2 separate regions of the Monodelphis domestica genome follow, and region 2 is linked to region 1. Evidence: chromatin contacts called from public Hi-C data. All regions are on one chromosome and are shown on one strand. The core of a region is the stretch at or near the end of the contact, and the rest is flanking DNA. Distances in the headings are between cores, read along the strand shown. Region 1 has its middle 390 kb from the start of UBE2V2. Region 2 holds the start of SNAI2 (snail family transcriptional repressor 2).

Region 1 (5,550 bases), core at 244-2,743:
TCATAACAAATTGATATTTTTATTGATTTCATTGGACTGCCTTTTTTTTGAAGGAGGGGATGGACTAAATTAAATTAATCAAATCATCAAAAAATTTTTTTGTTGTCATTGAGTCAATTTCAGTTGTGTCTAACTCTATGTGATCCCATTTGGGGATTTCTGTCAAATATCTAGGAATGGTTTGCCATTTCCTTCTCCAGCTCATTTTATAGATGAGGAAACAGAGGCAAACAGGGTTAAATACTTGCCCTGATGGGTCACACAGCTAATATCTGAGGCCAGCTTTGAACTGCAGAAGATGAATCTTCCTGACTCCAGGCCTTGCACTCTGTCCACTACACTACCTGGCTGCCCCAGTAGATGTTTTGGCTTTGTATAAAAAGCTGAAAACTTGAAAACTCCCTAAGATTGTACAATCTTTGTGGTCTCATGCAGATTATAAGCAATATTATGTTGCATATATATATATACATATTAAGATCTTTTCTTTCATAGAGTTTCATAGAGCAATAGTAGATTTTCTTTAAATAGCAAGTCATTGGTTTCTGTGTTTTAATTTTTTTAAATGTAGCTTATAAAACTTTGAGCCACAGGGAGTAGGAGCTTCTGCCAGCTCAGAAAAACAAGACATAAGGGCTTATTTTTGGTCTCCTATAACTTTTTTAGATAACCACATCAGATTTCATAAAGAAGGAAGGAGGATCAGAGTAGCTGACGATTGTGCAGAGGCATCCTTTACTTCCTTGTGAACCAAATGTGGTTTGGACACTTCATCTTCACTTTTCTTGGTGTAAGGTATCAGATTTGTGAGTAGGAGATAAGGCATAATGGAGAAAGCTCGTGTGATGCTTGCTGAGGATAGACTGAAGAATCCTATATCCACAGTGAAATATTGCTTGTTTTCCTCATTAACCCTGCTTCCTCATGTCCTAGTAAACTTTTATTCATAGTTCTGGAAGACATCATTCATTTCTTAATGCATTCATTCATCAGACAGTTACTGGGCATTTGTTATATGTGAAAAACTGCATTGGTTTAGACACCTTTGACTTTGGGTTAAAGATAAAAGGCATGGTCCTTACACTGTGGGGAAGCGAAGGTTTAGTGAAAAAGATAGATTCGGAAGATGAGGGAGTAGTATGTTGATTTAGGAGAAGCTAAGGGCTTTTGAAGTAGTTACCCATCCTGTCAATGAGAGGTCTTATTTTGTGGTATCTGCAAAGCCCATGAGGACTATTTTGTTGCCTTTAGAATCAGACATCTTTTTCCTGCTTATATTTTTTCTCACCATTTCTTTGTCCCAATAATTTTAGTCCCCCTCCTTCATGATACAAATAAATACAATCTCTTGGAAGTGGAAAATGTGTATCTGAAACTTGGCTCCTGCTCTTTCTCCCCAGCTGGTTTCCCAGGGAACACACGCATACACAAGATGCTGGGACATTCAGGAAAATGGGCATGAGTCAATGTGAAGCATGAAATGTTTTGTAGGTCAAACTACTCCACCAGTGACGGAGGAGGATCATGCTCCCAGTCACTAAGGCAACCTGCTCCAGAGACAGTTACACAACTGTGACAGCCCTGATTTCAAGATTTGGCGTTTTGATTCCTAAGTTGGTTTCAAGACTTGTTTCATTTTGTAGCAGGAAGACTACTTGGCTATCATGATCCACCCTGGAAAAGGCCTGTGCAATGCCTCTCACTCCTGGCTCTGTGTCCGCACTGAACTGACCCATAAACTAGATGTCAGTGTACCACAGAGTCCTATTCATAAGCTCATGTTTTTGGAAGAAATGTCCAGAGGCTCTAAAAATGAGCAGTGAGACAGTGACATCATAATGCTATTTATTATTTCAGGTTAGAGTGGCACCTACTAAATCATTAAGGCTGCAGGTAGGTTTTTCCATTGGAGGGAAGTATTCTTTTTCTCTCTCCAAAGCTGGATTGCTGTGAGACATAGAGCAAGCACGTTTGCTGGGAGTGGTAGTGAGGGCCAGAAGGAAAAAAAAAGAATTTGGATCATTCACATTTTCATTTATTTTAATATGTGCCCCATCCATGTGGTTGAGTTGGCTTAGTTTTTCAGGGATATGGGCAGGGCTAGCCTCAAGCATTGCTCAACCAGCTTGCTGTCTGGTATGGTATAGTTTGAGAGACATTCAAAGACTTCCCCTATCCAAAAATATATTCCATATTAGCCCTGTCTCAATGCCAGAAACTCCTACGTTTCTTATTCCATTAGGTTGAATTATTGACTCTCTTAAATATATTTGCATTTTACCTAGTAACAGAAATAATACTAAGCCTTTTAGCTATTATCTTATTGGAGTGAGGTTTTCAGATTAGGTAGCCAGTTATCCAAAAGTGGTACATAGGACAGGTATGTTTTGGTGGGATGAAAGGAATCAGGAAAGGTCTTGAGCTTGATTCTGTCTTAGAAATATACTTCAGTATGGGTCTCTCAAGAGAGTCGGGTTAGGGCTAACATGATGGTAGAGTTAATGGCTACAATTGTCAACAGCCTGGCATTTGACCAGGTTGGCTAATAGTCTATCAATAGTCTAGTTGCTTCCTTCTAATACATTACTGCATGGCATTCTAAAAAGAGAATTTTGATTGCAGTAACCTTAATTTCAAGGCACAAGCAGAGGGAAGTAGGTTGGGGAGAGAAGTTGGGGATATTCAGAAATTGGGTCAAATCAATGGCAAACCCAAACTTGCCCTCTTGCCCTATCTTCATATTAACCATTTTGAGAAGACCTAGGTCAGAATATAGGTCCTCAGTGCAATCGTAGTAAATGGTGCAATAGACAAAGGGAACAAGGATATTTCTCAAGACCAGGAATCAAATTAAAAGTGATAGTCGATGTGGTACAATGGAAGATAGTCATGGAATCAGAGGACCTGAATTCAGATCCGAACTTCAGGCTTACTACCTAAGTGACAAACCACTTATCCTCCCTGGTCTTCAGTTTCTTTACCTGTAAAGTAAGCGATTGAATCAAATGGCTACTGTGGTCCTTTCTAGTTCTTTTTCTATGATGCAATGATGTTTGCTATGTGTATGGCCTTAAACAAGTCACCTGACTTTCTTATATCTCAGTTTCCTTACCTATAAAATGAAGGGATTATTTCTGTGGTCCCTTCCAGCTCTAGATCTATGACCTTAAAATCAAGTCTTCTGAAATCTTTTGAGATATGATTTTCCTCTGTCAATTTTTGGTTCTCCTTTTTCAATTGGCTCATTTCTTCTTGCATCACTTTAATTTCTCTTTCCCACTTTTCCTCTGCCTCTCTCAGTTGGTTTTTGATGTCTTTTTTGAGCTCTTCCAGAATCTGTGTCCAAGCCATATTTTTTCTTTTGGACTTTGCATGTGTTTCTTTTGCTTTCACTGTCTCCTTCTGTGTCTGCATCTTGCTCTTCATCTCCATAAACATTCTCAAGAGTTAGATGCTTTTTTGTGGTTGTTTGATCATTTTTCCTATCTAATTATTGGCAGGCTTGGAGCATCCCTCTGAAATCTTAGGACAAAATAAAGCCACTAAGAGAGTGATCATTAAACTTCTAATTGCCTGCTTAAGGAGTAGGTAGGTGGCTTAGTGAATAAAGAATAAGGCCTAGGGATGGGAAGTCCTGGGTTCAAATATGGCCTCAGATCCTCTCTATGTGACTTAGGGTAAATCACTAAATCCCAATTGCCTAGTTGTAGGTTGGCAAACCTATGGTATGTGAGCCATAGGGGACTTCTTCTCCCCCCCCCACCTGTACCTGAGGACATTTCTCCCATTACCCACCCCTCTACCCAGCAGCCCAATGGAAGTGCTTCCTCCCTCCCCTGTCTAGGGCAAAACAGGGGACTCACATGTGGCATGAAGGTTGTAGTTTGGGCCCTTGTTCTCTAAAAGGTTTGCCATCACTGGTCTAGTTTTTATTGCTCTTCTGCCTGAGAAACTATACTTAGTATTGATTCTAAGACAGGAGATAAGGGTTAAAAAATTATCTTCTCACCTAGCTGCAGTTAAAGATTTATTCAGCAGAAATTTATTAAGTCTCTGCCATGAGCAGAGACTGTGCTAGGGGAGATACAATATTTAGATGAGATCCAGTCCTTGCCTTTATGGAGTTTGCTGTCTGTTTTTAGTCTTTTAAATCCAAAAAGCAAATAAAAGCAAACCAATGATATAGGATGTTTATAGAATTCTTCTTCCTCTCTTCTTCTCCTCCCTGTCCCATTACAAGAAAGAGTCTATAGTTTGTCATTTGGAGAGTCCTTAATATTTCAATTTTTTTTTGTTCTCCCTCTGTATCAACAGAATTCTTTCTCAGGCCTTGGGAGTCTATTTGGTGGAGGTCTCCCTTCTGCATTAAAAGGTCCTTTTCCCAGCCTCAGAACAGCTGGATCATTAAACTAACCTGACGGTTGAGAGCAGGGATCAGTCTAATGTTGAGATAAATGATAGTGCTCTGACATTCTCATAACACTTATAATCCAGGAGAATCCCAAAGTACTATGTAAACCATTTAGATGGGGTGAAATGCAGAAGACATTCTCTAAGCCAGGCCAGCAGAACACAGTCAGGGAAGGGAAAAAGTAGTCTGTTCCTAGTTACAAAATGATGTCCTCTATAGCAGTGTGACAGAATATTTACATTGTCACTTTTAATCCAAGAATCTTAAAATGCTTTATAAATACTCTCCCAAATCCTCTTAGCATTTGGCAAAGGGACTCTGAGGCAAGTCATTATTCCCATTTCACAGAGAGGTAATTAGAGACCTTAAATGATGAAATCATACAGGGGCATACAGAAGGTCAGCAATGAGTCAAGTTTAGAAACAGTTTCATCAAGTGATGGCTTAATTCACTGAACAATATGTGAGAAAAAGTTCAACTAAATTTTAAAAGAGTAAACTGAGGTCTATTTAAGTGGGAGGGTGGGGAAGGAGATTGGGAATAATAGGGTGGAGGTGAAGTGGAACAGATGTTGAGATGATGAGATAGTGAGCTGGTGAGATGATGGGAAGGAAAATGATGGCCTTTAACTTCTCTTCCTTTTATCTTTGTTTCTCTCCACTGTCCTAGAACATTTTCTTAAATGTCCATCTGGTTAATTCTAGTTCAAGAAAGAGGGTCAAAGTAGTCTGGTTCAGAGTCATCCTTGATTCACAGAACTTTGGGTTTGTTACTAAATATTCTGTAATTTTAGTATGATAATATAAACTTAGTCCCTTTGAGATTTCCCAAATGAAGGTAGCCCAGAGCCATGCTATATTTATAGGTATTGCTTTGGATCTAGAGTTAAGTGCAAAGATCTAGATTTATAGTTTTGGAATATGTCAGAACTGGAAAGACCTCAGTGGAGAGAGTGGGTCAAAGAAGCTAGGAAAATGGCCATTTGGTTGCTTGGTTGTTTGCATTTTCTAAGAATGCCTGGGATGAAGGACTGGCCTCAGAGACAGAAAGACCAGAGTTCAACTCCTATAATTGAGACATACTAACTGTGTGACTTTGGACAAATCATTTAACTCCTTTGTGTCCTAGGTAACTATCT
Region 2 (5,318 bases), core at 324-2,823, 910 kb after region 1:
CTGGGCATCGCAGTGCAGCTGCTTATGCTTGGCCAGCCCAGAGAAAGTGGAATAGGTTTTGTTGCATAAACTACACTGAAACTTTTCAGCTTCGATGGCGTGGGCATCCGAGAGTTTGGACTGAATTCTTTCCTCTTCATCACTGATGGGACTTTCTGAGCCACTGTGGTCCTTGGATGAGGTGTCTGATGCAGGTGGGGGGCTCACTCTCCCCAAGGATGAAGGATATCCAGAAAGAGGAGAGAGGTCATTGGGCAATGGCGAATGGAATGGAGCATTTGTAGTCCACACAGTAATGGGGTTGTAGGCTACTGAGCTGAGGATTTCTGGTTGTGGTATGACAGGCACTGGGTAGCTTTCATAGAGATATGGGGAAATAATCACTGGCAAAAAGAGAAAAGAAAAGAGGATTAAGGTAAAGTAACTGGAAAATTCCTGCTAACAGGCTATAAAATAATGCTTATAGGATTTCACAGTGTACAAGACAGACGCCCAGAAGAGAAGATGGAGGCATTTGTAAAGCAGATTCGGTTTAAAAGTATGACACTCCCATGCATATTGCATTTGTGTCCATGGACATTCACTGGAAATATCCATGACAGCACCTGAAAGATTAGCAATCAGTGCAATACACAGAGAAGAAGTTCTAAAAGCCTAATCCTTAACCTTCACTTGTAAGCTCTAGTCTAAATGCATACAACTGCCTGCATATACACATAGACTTTTCCATTGCCATTCTTTATGACATAAGGTTTTTCTTTCAAACATGTGTATTCTATATTTCTAAGCAGCACTTATTTCTCCTGCAACTTTTAAAAAGGAAAACAAGCTCATTTCATGAAATTTGTTTTCAAGTGGTAGCCGTCAATTCAGAAAAAAAAAATGCTTTAAAAATGTACTTAAATCACAAAATACTTTTACAGAAAAAATAAAGTGATGGATCAAGTTTCTGAATTAAGCTTTTCTCCAAATAGTGAAAACAAAATAAAAAAAATATTTCAATCTACCAAATAAAATAACAACGCAAACCAAGCAAACAGCAGTTACTGAAATGTATTTTGGTTAGAAAAGGGTAGATTCATTCTCTCTCTCTCTCTCTCTCTCTCTCTCTCTCTCTCTCTCTCTCTCTCTCTCTCTCTCTCTCTCTCTCTCTCTCTCTCTCTCTCTCTCTCTCTCTCTCTCTCTTTCTTTTACCTGTATGTGTGTCCAGTTCACTATAATTTGGCTTCTTGGATGAATTGAAATGTTTCTTGACCAGGAAGGATCGTGGCATTTTGAAGTCAGGCCTTTGGAGTTTTCCCAAAATGTCTTTTGCTTTAGAATAACGGTCTCCAGGTTCCGTGCAGGAATCCAAATCACTGCTCACACATTAGTCCTTCTAGCATTGTCTACTCCGCGGAATCCATGCAGTGAAGGAAAGCTACAGCAGGGCAGAGACTCCTTGCAAAGTGCTGTAAATACCCACTATCAGGTGCAGGAGGGTAGGGCCACGGTTTTCTCTCGGTCCAATCACTTCGGAAGCTGCTCGGGCTTTTTTACTCACTGAGCCCATTTGGCTGGGCGGGTTCTCCTCCCTTTCGGGAGCCGGGATCCAATCATTGCTTCGAGGTAAGGGTTTGGTTCAGGTTTCAACTCCTCCCCCCGGGACAGCTGTGAACAGAGTCTGTTGTCAGACTAAATTATTCGGGTTCAAAGTGGCTGTATGTTGTTCCTCGGAATTTCAGTTGGATATTTTTTTTAAGTGCTTAAGTATTTTCAGTAGAGGTAATTTTACCGATTTAGCTCCACTAGTTATTATTCTTACTCACACAAAACTAGATAAGTTATAGACACTGCGATTTCTTTCTGCAACAGGTCTGGCTTCCAGATGTTTGATAAAACAAATACGACGGAACAAAATGTTCATTAAGGAAAGGAAAGGGAGAGTACGATATGATAACGGGTCAGCTTGCAATGTTAATGAGTATCTATATTTGGAAGTGCCATCTTGAAAGGTTTTTACTTGTAGATGAACCAAATCATTAACTCTTGGCTTTTGAAAAGGAAAGGTAGGAGAGGGAAGACAAAAGCTTCTGTGAGTGAGAAGGGAAGCTCCTTCACAGTAGGGAGGTTCTTTTGGTCTGTAAAACTTGTAGGAAGCGGCATGCCATTCACATTCTGAGCGCTGTTGAATACATTTTATATCTTAAATGGCTTCAGCAAAGCAAGATCACATTTCCTCGTGGAAATTGAGTAATCATTTCACTGTATTAGTTGCTGTAGCTCGAGAGAAATGCTGTCTTGCTATGAGAGAGATGATTATCTGAGGAAATGGAAAATTGAATGCTTAATAATATGCCCAGCTAATCTACACAACAGTTAGGTAAACTCTGTCAGGACTGGTGGAAGATCCTCTCACATTTCCAAATGATGATAAATTAGCCTATCATGCTTCTTAATGTGACTTTAGAGAAAGAGTGGAGAGATTTCTTTGAAAACATCTCAAAGATTAATCTTTTTTTTTTTAATTTGGTGTAATTTTTTTTTAAGGATAAAGTCATTTAAATCAATTTTAGGATCATTTCATTTCCTGGAGGACAGTAGAAACAGAATACAGTAATGAGTACAGAAAGCTAGAGGTTAGGAGAAATGTCTATCTAGAAACATAAAAAATACCTCACTTTTTAAAATTGTGAACTTAAAAATGTAAAAAAAAATATTCCAAGGCACATGATTTATTTTTGAAGCATGACAAGTGTCTTTCCAAATGCTTCAGTACACATCATTTTTTTTTCTTGCTCCCATCTGTAGCTTGCTCAGAGAACTATTAATGAGGGAACATGCATAAAGACCACCCCAGCTTTGCCTCTAACAGGTGCTGGAAGAGAAATGTGAAGAAGCAAATAGAAAAGGTTGTGTTAGGACTTGTAAGAGTAAAGTGCATTGTCAAGCTGCATAACTTCTTAATCTTGAGATGCCAAAACAAGTGTACGAAGATGGGGTGGTGGGAAGTTCCCTAGTTTCTTGAGCTAATTTCTAAGGGAGATTTTATATACACAATCATATATTTAATATGTGTTTATATATGTATATGCCTTTATATGTAAACACTCTCCATGTATACACACACACATACAATCATGAATATACATATATAAAGCCCCTAACTTTAGTGGTGAATAGTAAAGGAGAATTAGATGGGTCTCCAAGCTGAAGGAAATGCACCTAGGGAAACAGAAAGGTGAGTGGCAACATCAGAGCCCTTGGGACTGAAGTTTCTCCTAACAAACTATAAATCTGAGGATAATGCAGTGCATGTTTTCCGAGATTACTGCTTTCTATGAGTTGAGGTAGAGATTTAGGAGTCTAGATTATTGAAACAAGAGTCCTCTTTGCCCTTTTCACCCCATTTCCTGAAAAAGGCACAATTTGTTAGAGAGAGATATAATATACAGTTGAGTAAACACAAATTGTCATGAGCTTCCATTTCCTCCTTTGACTCCCTGGAAGATAATGAAATTCTTTTCTCATAACTTCAGAGACTATTCATAACAGTAAAGAACTATAAGAGCAATGTTGTAGCTAAAATGTGTTTGTAGTATTTGCTTTCTAATAATGTTGGTCAAAGTACTAACGGTTGTGCATTCCAATAATTGGAGAAGATAGATATTTACATTTATTTTCTGAATATGTGATTCTTTGCAACAGCAGTTGATTATAATTATAAAAGCAGGGAAATTGACTTATTTATATTCATATAAGGGAGCCTAGTCATACCTTGCAAATGTACACAGGGTACATCACACAAATCACATAACCATGACATATTACTGCACTTACTGGAAAGAGTGAATGATGTTGGGAACAGCGTATGAGGCATGTTATTACACAGATCTGAAAGGTTACTAGTCACACATACTACCTGAGTGAGGTCTGCTGTCAAAAGTGGGAGAGTCTGCAGGCAGACCGGGTGAGTCAGTCCTAACAGGTGCTCTGCTTGTTCCCTGCTAACATGGTTCAGAGGGGCTTTGGAGCCCAGCAAAATGTGCAGGAAAGGAAGAAGGATACAAAGGGAAATGCACTGGAGTCAGCTGCAAACCAGGGCTAAAGCAGAAGATTTCCTTGCCTTCTGGATGCCAGAGATCTCAGTTAGGTAATGTTTGCTGTGGTCACTGACTCAGCTGAGAAGCTGAAATATTTTTCCTGCATGAGGAGAGAACTCATGTCTGGTACAACAGTAACAGCCTGAAGATGCTTCATTTTGAAAGCTACAAAATATGAGCCTGTTAAGTAGGTAACCCTCATCACTAATATAGAGAATTTGGAGGACCCGGAGTAATTTGGAGGGTCCATTGGAGTAATATTGCCATTTTCATCATTGTGTGGGTTATAAAAAAAAAAAGATGGGAAGCAAATTCTTACTTTTGCACTGCCTTAATGGAACTAATCAATGTCCATAGCTATGATACCAAGGAAAAGTAAAAAACAACAACAACAAAAACTGATAAGGAAGTGCCTCTGCCCTTTAGAAGCTTATACCCTAGTAGCTGAGATGAAACATATACGTGAAGAATTTTAATACAAAGCAGGATGTGATGTATCAATCAAATGCCCTGGCACTCAGAGGACACATCCCAAACCTGATGGCAAGAGGGGATTTGGAAAAGCTTCCAGTTCCAGTTAGATCTTTTAGGAAAGATCCTGTTTGAGAAGGTGGAGGTGAAAGTGAAGGCATTCAAAGCTGGGGGGAGATCACAAGTAAATGCCCAGTAAGTCATAGGAACCTGCAGAATGTCTTCAAGGTATATAGCAAGTATTGCATGTCATACGTGAAGGGATACTGAGAGAAGAGGCTAGAAATGTAGCATAGTGCCAGAGCACAGTGGAGAAGTTTGGATTATTTTGGAAAAGCAGAGGGAATCCTTGCTGGTTTTCTGAGTAGAGGAGTGATACAATCAAGCATTTTGCCTTGACTTATCCATCTGTAAAGATGAAACCTTGGTTAATAAAATACACTCTTGTCTCCCACCAAACATACACACATGCACATACTGCTGGGAACCTAGATAATTGGCAAGAATGCTCTCTTCTGCTATCTGCTCCTAAGTCAGCAATTGAAGATATCTTGTTACTCAGGTGATCTCCAAGCCTTGAGTTGACAGTGTATTATGAAAAATTTAATCTCGCCCTACCATATAGTCGGCAAGTTGAGTAGAGCCTTAGGAGACACTGAAATGCATGATGGGTTTATCTTACTTTATTGTATGATGTGAAAGCATTGCTGTGATGTATTAAGGGGGGAAAAAAGCATTGAAGTAGTGAAAAATTCTGCAACCTTG

What was found. A called contact is a pair of places that touch in the nucleus more often than the background predicts.
Region 2: a Hi-C map of spleen and liver shows a contact between it and region 1, with 7 times the contacts expected there. The contact joins the promoter of SNAI2 here to the enhancer-like site in region 1. A contact is called at or near these places in 2 of 2 Hi-C or Micro-C datasets (limb and spleen and liver).

Annotation. Positions count from the first base shown.
Region 1 is chr3:293,290,813-293,296,362 of mMonDom1.pri, forward strand. No RefSeq gene overlaps it. Among named protein-coding and RNA genes, the nearest start is that of UBE2V2, 390 kb to the left of the region's middle. Within about 2 kb of position 1,494, at least 1 of the 2 cell types and tissues checked has open chromatin away from gene starts, as enhancers often do.
Region 2 is chr3:294,204,321-294,209,638 of mMonDom1.pri, forward strand. SNAI2 (snail family transcriptional repressor 2) reads right to left here and starts at 1,574. Exons shown (of 3, transcript XM_001368855.5): 1 at 1,195-1,574; 2 at 1-383. The coding sequence starts at 1,273.